Regions from separate parts of the Ovis aries genome. Here region 1 is linked to region 2. The links are chromatin contacts, called in public Hi-C maps. All regions are on one chromosome and are shown on one strand. The core of a region is the stretch at or near the end of the contact, and the rest is flanking DNA. Distances in the headings are between cores, read along the strand shown. Region 1 holds the start of ANKRD44 (ankyrin repeat domain 44). Region 2 overlaps ANKRD44 (ankyrin repeat domain 44).

The links. Hi-C and Micro-C count contacts between places; a contact is called where the count stands out from the background.
Region 1: a contact with region 2 is called in a Hi-C map of liver, with 8 times the contacts expected there. The contact joins the promoter of ANKRD44 here to the enhancer-like site in region 2. A contact is called at or near these places in 4 of 16 Hi-C or Micro-C datasets (blood, hypothalamus and liver).

Annotation. Positions count from the first base shown.
Region 1 is chr2:199,621,821-199,627,371 of ARS-UI_Ramb_v3.0, forward strand. It overlaps ANKRD44 (ankyrin repeat domain 44), which reads right to left and starts at 4,230. Exons shown (of 28, transcript XM_042244028.2): 1 at 4,122-4,230. The coding sequence starts at 4,148.
Region 2 is chr2:199,559,066-199,564,930 of ARS-UI_Ramb_v3.0, forward strand. The region is part of intron 1 of ANKRD44 (ankyrin repeat domain 44); the gene reads right to left. Among named protein-coding and RNA genes, the nearest start is that of ANKRD44, 64 kb to the right of the region's middle. Within about 2 kb of position 1,591, at least 1 of the 54 cell types and tissues checked has an H3K27ac peak or open chromatin away from gene starts, as enhancers often do. A contact at or near this core is called in liver, where this site is marked.

The sequences.
Region 1 (5,551 bases), core at 2,980-5,479, 65 kb after region 2:
GATGGCTTCCCGGTAAATAAGAGCAGGCATCTGTAAGGGCTTCAGCTACACTGCCCTTTCAACTATTATAAGTACAGCCATGTGGTTAGAGCCCCACCTGTGCAATCAGACTGCTGTACAGGACACTGCACTCCATCACATACTGGGTGAGTGACCTCAAACAAGTCAATTAGCCTCTTTATTCATCTGTAAAGCAGGAATCACACCACCACCTACCTCCTTGTATGGCTGTGAAGATTAAGACAAATGATTCACGGCAAGGGCCCAGCATATAATAAGATCACAATAATATAAGCCATTATTAGGTCTCTGCCATGAAACACCAGTCCTCAAGTGCACTCCCCAAACCACGTGACTGCATCTCAAAACAACCAGAGAAGGGTCCAAAGAATGAAGCTTTTATTTTCCCTTCTCTGCTGAAGGCAGGACTGGACACAGAGTTTGCTATAAGCCCAGCGCTGCTGGGAGGACAAGGGCAGCCCAGTAAAACATGTAATGTGCCCCACACTATGGTCTAGAAACACTGCTTTCAAAGTTGCAGGATTTCCAGTTTCTTGCCACTGCCACAGCTGCCAGCCATTGCCTTTGGCAAGGAGGTGAGTGACTAAAATATGAGCCAGGACTTGGCAAGAGGACACCAAACCAGAAGGCCTCCAGGCAGGAAGCTCCAAAAAGGGCCACCTACAGCAAGAATCCTAGAGAAGGAGATGGCATTCTGCTGTCATTAGCAAATTCAGGAAAGAATGGTGAACATTTCAAAGGTCCGACAGAACTTACCATTCTGCTTCAGAACTTTGAAAAACTTTGGGGAGGAGGTACCAGGCCAGGTTGAAGATATGACATTCTTAAAATCACTGCAATGTCTTCACTATATGACATAAAGAACACCCCCCTCATCCCATAAAGTTCAATATTGCAAGGAATTTCACATCTATCTTTAACTAAGATGTATTACATTTAGATGTAAAGAAATTCTTCCCAAACTTAAAATTCTCACTTTATAAAGATATAAATAAAATCCCAATATCCATCGATGAGGAAATAATTACCTTGTTATGTTAATTACATAGGTGAGTGTGTTCTGTGCTGTATAGGGTGATCAGCTTGTCCTGATTTGCCTAGAATCTCCTGGTTTTAGTACCAAAAGTCCCATATCCTTGAAAACCCCTCAGTCTTGGCAAACCAGGAAGATCAGTCCCCCTAACGCTGTAAGAAAAATGATGTGTATTGTGTGAAGGGGAAAACAGAAGAGACACAGTTACAAATGCAGAAGTGCTCAATGCGAAGTCTATTTGCAGCAATAGCTCCTAGTTCCTTTTCATAGTGAAAAAAGAAAAAAAAACTAAACCCCACACTTGCCTCTCCCTTCCTCCTTTCTTTTAACTCTCCCAAAACAGAGCTCGGAAAAGGCATTTTCCTCCTCTTGCATGACAGAGATGTCAGCGAGGGACTGACTACTGAGGAGGTGACCACCATCGCCAGCAAGCTCCTGCACCCAGTTTCAGCAGGACAGGAAATGCCAATTCTTTCATATACACATGAAACTTAACTATTATAAACCAGTTATGTCAATTAAACAAATTATAAAACTCAAAAACAAAAATCTAAATAATAAAACAAAAAAACCCAAGACAACTAGTGATTCAGGTTATTAACACAAGAATGTGTCTTCATACTAAAAGTCCAAGAACTTTGACAAAAACAAGATCCACCTTGCAAACAGGGCATTAAACAAATGAGAGAGAATTAACACGTGATTGTTTTAATACACAGCTGAGTGGAGAGCGAGGCATTTCTACAAACTCGTAAGGTCCAGATCTGAAGCAGGTGGTTCCCTACCATAACGGTGAAGCAAAGCTCCTGTAGTAGGAGTTTAAGCAAAGGATTTTAAGCCTCTGATGAGGTTAAGAACCAGCTTCTAAGAATTTAGAGTTTCAAACTGAAAGGTAAGACTATATAAGGCAAGAAAGACCACACAGTTCCTGGACCTAAGGCCTCCCAGAAACCATAATTGTTCACCACTCTACCCCACCCAGTCCACCTCCTCTCCCTCAGGCTTTGCCCCATAGGCTGTCAACTTCTAGGTGTCCATGAATCTTAGAACTCCTTAGTTTCCTGTTATGCAGCAGGAGATGGAATCAAATAAACATTATACAACCCTTTCTTGCCCTCCACAGTGAGACTAGTTTGTTGGGGGAAGGGTGGGGATGTATTCAAAAACACTTTAAAAGAGAAACTCTTTGAAAAGTTCTACTCGGACAAGTCCTGGAGAATAACTTTCTAAAATCAAAAAATACTTTTCACCAGGGTTGATCCTGATTTAGCAGAGGATGCCTTCTTGTCAGCCTTTCAACACAGCTGATGACAAGACAGCAGGAGATATCAACCATCCCTAGAAGAAAGGACAGAAATCTGGAAGGCAGGAGACAGGAGTGCATCTCTGCCCTACAAGTCCAAGAGCTGTGTCCTTGAGGAAGACTTGCTTCTCTTGTCTAGACCTCAGTTTCTTTGTTAAAAAATTAAGGATTTGGGTGAAGATCACCTTTGGCATCCCTTCCAGCTCTAAAGTTCTATGTAAAATTCTTTTGTGTATGTGAAAATGACAACACCTATTAGAAGCATTTTGTGTACTTTGAAGATGAATATTTAGAGATTAACAGAGAAGTAGAGTAACTTGCAATGGCAAAAGATAACATGACCAAGGCAGACTAAAATCGAAAGATTTAAAACAAATGTCTAACAGTTGTCAAAGTATGTGACTAAAAGGTGGGGGGTTGGGGGTAGGGCTAAACTAATATCAACTTACAAGTACTCTTAAATGCTCTGGAACCAATGGAAACAAATAGATTCATCACTACCAGCTGCTCCTCCTGCTAAATTTAACGATAAGGTTCATTTTAATTCAGTGATCCCTCCCCCATATAAAAAGAAAATTTTTAAAGCCTGTAAATACAGAAAGCAAAGCAAAACTTTGACTCTAAAGGCAGGAGAACAAATTACTGTGGTGATTGATTGCACTTAAGTCTCAGGAAGTTCTGGCTAGATACTGAGGACAGGGAGGCACCAGATGCAACCCACTTGAGAAGTATGAGATGTTTAAACACCAAGGGCTGGCATGTTTGACCGCCTGTGTCAAAGTCAAGTCTGCCTCTCCGCCTACCAGGACCTCAAAACAATGTTCATTTCACTATCCATGAATAAATGGCAAAAGAAATAAAAGGAAGCTGTTTCCTTTTTTCGTAGGAGGAGTTACAGAGTTTTGTCATACAACTTGGCTGGGCGCTTGTGTCAATGCCCTCAGAGCAGCAGCGTCCGAAAAGGTAGGGGTGTCTCGTGCCTCAGACCTCCAGCGAGGACTGTCAACCGAGCTAGCAAACATCCCCACCTCTCCAAGCAAAGGGCTCTAGAGCTACCCCGTGCTATGGCTTAGCCGGAAAGCGACAAAGCTCATCAACACAGGCAGAGGGTAGCCCACCGACTGTGAGTGGAACCCCGGGCCGAACTTCACCTCCTCTAGGGACAGCCGTGCCTGAGATCTCCATCGTGCACGACGCACACACAGCCCCTGGGCTACCAAAGAGGAAGTCAGGGTGTCACGTCAAAAGGATAAAGACAGCCCGACCACACGAGAGCCACGGTCTGGGCCGGTCTCCAGCTTGGCTGGGAAAAGGGTCCCAGGCTGCGATCCTTCTCCCTCTCCATCCACCTTCCTCTTCCCGGCGGCGCGCATCAGCCTCTCTCCCGCCCGCCCGGGCTGGAGGAGCCCAAGCTGCGCAGCGCCGGAGGAGCACCTCGAGCCTCCCCTCCCCCTGCCCAGCCCGGGCCCGTGGACAACGCACCCCCGCACGCCAGCTAGAGCCCCGCCGCCCCTTCCCCAACCCCCGGGGCGCCCCAGCCGCCGAGCCGAGCGCGCAGTTCCGACGGCCCAGGGCGGGGACCGAGCCGGGGAGGAGGGCTGCAGCCGCCGGCTTTCGGAGCAGCCGGCGGCCGCACACACTCCTCCCCTTCGCCGCGAGTAAACAGCTCGCGGGCGCGCTCCGTGCCGCGCCCCCATCCCCCTGCCGGGGCTCCGCGCCGCCCTGCGCCCGCGCGTCCCGCCCGCCGGCGCCGCCGCCCCCTACCTGGTCGGTGAGTTTGAGCACTGCCATTCTTCCGCTCCTTCGCGCGCACACACATACAGGTCCCCGGTCCGCAGATGTCACGCCAGGAGCCGGGGAAGCGGAAGGGATTGCCAAGGGAAGGGAAAAAAATCTGGCTCCCGAATTTGACAGCCCTCCCCCTGCTCCTCCTCCTCCTCCGCCTTCTCCTCCTCCTCCCGCCGAGAGGCTGACACTGGCTAGTAGGGTTTGCAGCCGAGCCCGCCCGCCTTTATACAGGAAGTACCGGCTGCTGCCAGCCGGGCCGCCACTGACATCACCGCGCGTTGCCTCGCTCGCCGCCGCGCCGCCTGGGCCGACGCTGCCTCCTGCCGCCCGCGGGCGCGCCTCGCAGCCCGCGGCTCAGGGTGCTCCCCGGCTCCCGCACCGGGCGCGCCACGGTAGGGTCAGACTGCCGCCTGCTTTCCGCACCTGCACACTGCGCGCGGGCTAGCGGGACCGGGCCCCCCGGTCGCCCACGCTGCCCCCCACGCAGAGCGTACACGTTTAGAGGCCCCCGGGCTGGGGAGGGGTGGGGGGTTGCTGATCGTGACCCCTCCCCTCGCCCTGTCTCACACACCGTCCCCCCCCCCACACACACACACACACAACCTCGTGAGCACTCCCTGTGGATACACCCGAGGGGCAATAAAGGCTGCATTCACTTGTAGCCAATTTCAAATCAGGAGATTGGACCACACGCCTTCCTCTAAACCTCTCCCTAGTCCGGAATCCGCCCAGCTCTTCAAATCATCCCACCTGGTCAGGGACCGCAAGGCTGGTGCTCTCTTTGTTTAATACAAGGAGACCCTGACTCATTCTTTAGCTAGTTTTTGTGAAACTCTTGGAGGGTAGGGAGGTGGGGCTCTGGCCCTTTTACCTTGTTCTCCAGCTACCTCCCTGCTAGACACGCAGAACCCCATCGTTAAATTCAAACATTGGGTTTTGATTTGGGGACGAAGAAGATGGAGCAACGTTACAGGAGAAGAAAAGGTCTTGTACTGCTGCGTTAATTGGTTTTTTGAGGGTTTCCACCAGTTGACCCACTCATTTCTACAAAATCCAGTTACCCTACTCTTCAACAGATAGAAGACCCAGCTGTAAAAGAGCATGGGACACACACACAACAGTAGTATATGTAATCATAGTAAAGTGTTAACCAGACCACCTGACCTGCCTCTTGAGAAATCTGTATGCAGGTCAGAAAGCAACAGTTAGAACTGGACATGGAACAACAGACTGGTTCCAAATAGGAAAAGGAGTACGTCAAAGCTGTATATTGTCACCCTGCTTATTTAATTTATATGCAGAGTACACCATGAGAAACACTGGACTGGAAGAAACACAGGCTGGAATCAAGATTGCCGGGAGAAATATCTATAACATCAGATATGCAGATGACACCACCCTTATGG
Region 2 (5,865 bases), core at 341-2,840:
AGCCATCTCTACATCTCAAGCAGTGAATGCAAATTGTCTCTTCAGTTATCCCCTTGATCTAGACAGATGATGACTCCATTTCTGGTTAAAATACACGAATAGGTGGGGGACTCTGTGGATAGCCAATTTGAAAGCTGGCTACAGGTTGGCTACATAGACTGCTCATTTTAAGAAAATGTCTGAAAATTTCCAGTTACAAAGAAGATTAACTCAAGGGTGCTCATTCATACCTTACAGATTAAAGATGCTGTTTGCTATAATTTTTATCAGGTCAAGAGGAAGAAGAAATTTGAGAGCAAAGCTGTTTGTGAGTTTATTTTTCCTAAGAGTGGTAGAAACTGCTGGACTGCCCCATGAGACTCACCAGATGATTCTGTATGCATTACTCTAGTCAGGAGGTGGCTGGAGCCATCATAACTGATTGTGACTCCTAAGGACACTGGCATATCTTTACATTCAGGGAAAATTAAAAGTATTGAGGCTGATCAAATCAAAGTTGTACCTAAATTCTCCTAGGAACATTCCAAAAACTAAGAAAGCAGGAGAAATAAAATATATATAGTCCCTAACTAGAGCACTCAGATATCATGCAACCTCTTCAATCTCACTGAAATGAAACCAGAAAACAGGGGAAAAATGGAAAGGCGAGGAGTATTTTGGATTCTCCCTCAATGCCCCATTCCTACTGTTCTATTCCTACTAGTTGTCCCCGAACCAGAAAATGACATCAGAAATGTGAACACAACACAGCACATGAGCCCTGATGAAGGTCAGGCTTTGATGAAGGTAAAAGAAGGAAGAGGCGAAATATGAGATTCCAGTTATGAGCCCACAAATAACTGTGCCCTGCCATGCATAACCCCTACATTCTTAAACCATTCTGTTCAGCCAACCTACAAAGGCAGCTTGAATTCCCAGGCCCCTGGTGCTGCCAAGCACTCTGCATTTACTGCAACAGTCTCCCCATCACCACCCCTGCCAGTGATGTAGCAACCTAACCTCGTGGTGCTGCCAGACTTGCTTCCTGACATGCGTTTTGTTGAGCTCAAATACCTACAGAGGCCCGCCAGTGTCAGGCACCATGCTCAGCACTTTTCATGCGTTACCTCCTTTCATCCTCACGACAGGACTATGAGTTATATTCTCATTCTTTCCACTTCACAGAAGAAGAAACTGAGGCACAGAATAGTTTAGTAATTTACCCCAAATTACACAGCTAGGATGTAGCAGAACACTTACACCCTCATTTGCTTTAACATCAACCAAATAAAGTCCAAGCTCTCCAGCCTCACCATCAAGCATCTATCTTTCCAGGCTTATTTCCTTTTCTTCCCCTTTGTTTCTTCCTTACAGCCTGGCACAGAACAATGCAGTTCTCTCAACGAATATGTACTGACTGAATTAAATGTCCAACTTAATGAACGATCAGTCAATTTTTATTTCATTCAAGCATGGTTCCTATTTTCAATGCCATAGGGAAAAAATTGTTTCAGCTTCTGCCCAGGAAATCTAATCTTTGAACATGACTCTAGGCAACAAAGAAATTGCACAAGAACTTGTTAGGTTAATTATTTATCTCCTCACTGTCACCAACGGCTTCCAGGCAAGGTAGTAGTAACTTGTAACAGTAGTGTTACAAGTCACACTGGAGTGGGGCAAGGTTGTTGAATATGAGTCCCCAATCCAGGAAACAAACTCCTTATGATATACCCTTTTGTTCCTTGAAAGAAAACTTGACAGATCTATCATAGGGTGATCATACTGGCAGGAGCCTTGAGTACTTAGAGCAAAACTGATTGTTTTATATAAATTAGGTTTTACTTGGTAGCAACAAGTAGGATAAAGTAAAACCCACACTTCATTCATATAGTGCTTTGCAGGATATAAAGCACTCACACATAACCTCTGATATCATCCCCACAGCAACATTCTGAGGCTTTGTTATTGTCCCCATTTGGCATAGGAGGAAACTGAGATACAAAAATAATGAGAAAAGTACCCCAAACCACAAAGCAGACAAAAGACAAGAGCCCCAAGTCTCCTCTCTCCAAGTCCAATCTGAGGGTTCTAGGTGGGAAGAGCAGTTATTTTCTCACAGACCTTTCGCTCTACACAGAGCAGCTTCCATGACAAAGACAGATTCTGCCCAACTCATTCCAAGAATCCAAGCTGAGGAGTGGAGGTTCTCAAGAAGATCCAGGGAACAGCTGGCAACAGGGCCCTTCTGTCAAGGTTTCTCTGGGCTTAAGACACTAGCTCTGTCAATTGTGCACAATAAGTAACGGTTCTTATTACTTATAAGATCCCTTCTTCCTCCTTATCCCCCTTCCTCCTGCCCACTCCCAAAATACCTGAACAATCGAGAAGCAGAAAAGAAGAAAGTAGTAACACCCACACTCATCGCTCCTGGTTTTCTACAAATGCTGCAATAAGCACAGGGAGCAGAGCCTTCTTACCTTAACCCGGGGAGGGGGATGAGGAAGGGAATGGTGATGGTTCATGCTGTGTGTCAGCTTATAGGGTGTGTTTGGATGAGATTAATGTTTAAATGGGTGAACTTCGGGTAAAGCAGATTGCCCTCCATAATACAGATGGGCCTCATGCAATCAGTTGAAGGTCTGAGTAGAACAAAAAGACCAGCCTCCCCAAGCAAGGGGCAGTTCTCCACCATACTGCCTTAAGACTGGATCTGCATCCATTCCAGTGAGAGCTGCATCAGCTCACCTGGGTCTCCAGTCTGCTGGCCCACATAGCAGATTTTGGACTTCCCACAATCCCATGAACAAATTCCCTATGAAAAATGCCATATACATATATATAAAATAGTGTGTATGCATGTGTATATGTGTGTGTGTGTGTGTATATATATATATATATATATATATAAAATCCCCTGGAGAAGGGATAGGCTACCCTCTCCAGTATTCTTGGGCTTCCTTGGTGGCTCAGAAGTAAAGAATCTGCCTGCAATGCAGGAGACCTGGGTTCAATCCCTGGGTTGGGAAGATCTCCTGGAGGAGGGCATGGCAACCCACTCTGGTATTCTTGCCTGGAGAGAGAATCTCCATGGACAGAGGAGCTTGGTGGGCTATAGTCCATGGGATCACAAAGAGTTGGACATGACTGACTGAGCAACAAAGCACACAGCATATATATCTGTTGCTGCTGCTGCTGCTAAGTCGCTTCAGTCGTGTCCGACTCTGTGCGACCCCATAGATGGCAGCCCACCAGGCTCCGCCGTCCCTGGGATTCTCCAGGCAAGAACACTGGAGTGGGTTGCCATTTCCCTCTCCAATGCGTGAAAGTGAAAAGTGAAAGTGAAGTTGCTCAGTCGTGTCCGACTCTTAGTGACTCCATGGACTGCACCCACCAAGCTCCTCTGTCCATGGGATTTTCCAGGCAAGAGTACTGGAGTGGGGTGCCATTGCCTTCTCCGATATATATATACATATAGACACACACACACACACACACACACACATATATATATATATATATATGTACCTCATTGATTCTGTTTCTCTGGAAATTCATGACTAACAGGGAGAATACCAATTGGCAATGGTGCAATATTGTAGGAGCAAATTTTTGCTCACAGATGAAGAAAGATCCCTGAGATGATGAAGAGGAACTCAGAGATAGGATGTGGTGTCCATGTGGAGGAAGTACTGAAGTATAAGTACTCTGTGGAGCTGCTGGAATTGAGAACACCTTTGCTAAGGGAGAGCTAACATTTTCAGCTATACAAGGAGAAAGTTTATTATTCTTAAAAATTATATGTAAAAAATGTGGTATAAAGCTCACTTTGGTTATAAAAATACCACTAGAAAACACATTTGACAATTTTTATCAAATTAACCTTTTTGAAAGATGGCAAGATTCACATTACAAAAGAGGAGTAACTTTCCCATTTTGCTTAATGTGTGAAAGAATCAAGAGGCCACCACCATACTTTTAATAAACAGTATACTGGGAAGCAAAAAAGTTTTAACGACAGAGCAAAGGAAAAATACAACTTCATATTTGTTTCAGATATGTAATTTCAGCAAACACATCTATTAAAATACATAATCTCATCAGCTGCACTAAAGTTTATTTTTAAACAGATATTCAAAATATTTAAGCCCTAATCCTATCACAGCTGCAGCTGGATCATCAATTGTCAAGTTACAGGTTTACATTCATTCTCACCAAAATATCTGCATCATTACAGTATTTATTTTGAGACTATTTTTCATGTGGATAATTAAAAGCATACAAATCCATATACATTTCATTTTTATTACCAAAGTAGTTTTCAAAGATATTTCTAGGCCCAAAATATACAATAGGTATTAAATAAGGTTAAATTTAATGTATTTTTTCTATGATGAAAATTTTGCACTTATGATAAAAGGCTAACATAGAATGCTGACTTAGCTCAGAAATTTTAGTCTACTCGTGAAAAACAATTTCTTCTGGTGGGATAATTTTAAAGTTATCACACTAGACAATGACAACTTATCAGTTAGTTAGGATGTTTTCAGCTGGAAACATTAGAAGACAATTAAAGTTGGCTGAAGCAATCTATCTGGACATTTATATCTCTCTTAACAGTATCTTTTGAGGTAGGTGGTTCTAGCCTGAGTAGGTCAGTGGCTCTATGATGTCATCCTTTGCTCTTCCATCTTTGGTAGCTGGTGACCACCTCTGATGTTTTTGCAAAGTGGTGGCAAAAGCTCTAAACAACACATTATCACACAAGAATGTCCAAAGTAGGAACACAAGAAGCAGAGAGAGGTAAGGAGACTAGCTCCCTGAACCTCTCTCTTTTTTAAATGAGAGAAACACCTTTCCCAGAAGCCCTCAGTTGACTTACCAATAAATCTCCTTGACCAAAATAAAGTCGCATGACCTCTTCTAAACTACTTTGTGCCAAAAAGAGATAAGATTACCATGATTAGCTAAGAAGTTTTCATTCATCCTGTAGGGTTGGGTATACGGCAGCCAGATGTCTGAACAAAACTGGGGTTCTGTTACCAGGGAAGAAAGCAGGATGGCAATCAAGAGTGACTTCCAAAGATGGATAAGGGACTAAGCTTACTCACAAGCTGATATTGTGAGTGTTTTTAGCACCACTCACCTTATTATGCACTTTTTATACGTTCTATCATTTAGTTCTCACCAGTTAGAGGCCATTGTTATCTTCATTTTCCAGATAAGGAAATCAAAGCACAGAGAGGTCACTCAGTTTCTTCAGGTAAGTGATAGAACTGGGATTGAAATCCAGACAGTCTGACCTCACAGACAGCAAAGACTTGGTTTGGGTGGCTACAAAAACTTTTACAGCAGCAATGACAACTGAGGTGGCTATAAAATTTTTCTGGAGAGGTATAAAAGGAGAACAGTTTTAAAGCCCTTCAAGTTTCAAATAAAAAGCATCTTATTTCATCCATTTTTACTGCATTATGCAAAGAAGGAAGAAAAATTATTACAGGTTTAACAAACTTTAGAATGCTCCTTTTAAAATATATAATGCTCCAATAAAATCTATTGCTAAAATTTTTTGTTTTAAAATTCATATTACCAACAATATAATAAAACTATTTCTTGATCCTCTTTTTACATATTTATTATAAGTATATACATTTTACTTTGCTTTCTTCCAAATCTTTTTCATTTCCAGTCTTCCTGAATATCATGTAGAATAATGAAAAGAAAATTCCAATTTTATTTGTTGGCCACCTACATTCCTTCTAAGTCTTCACCATCAGAAATAACACAACAAATTTTTTTTTCTTACAATTTTTTTCTTCTTTAGCTGTCTGTAATAGATTCCAAAGAGTGGGATGGCTGGGTCAAAGGGTCTTACCACTTGTATGATTT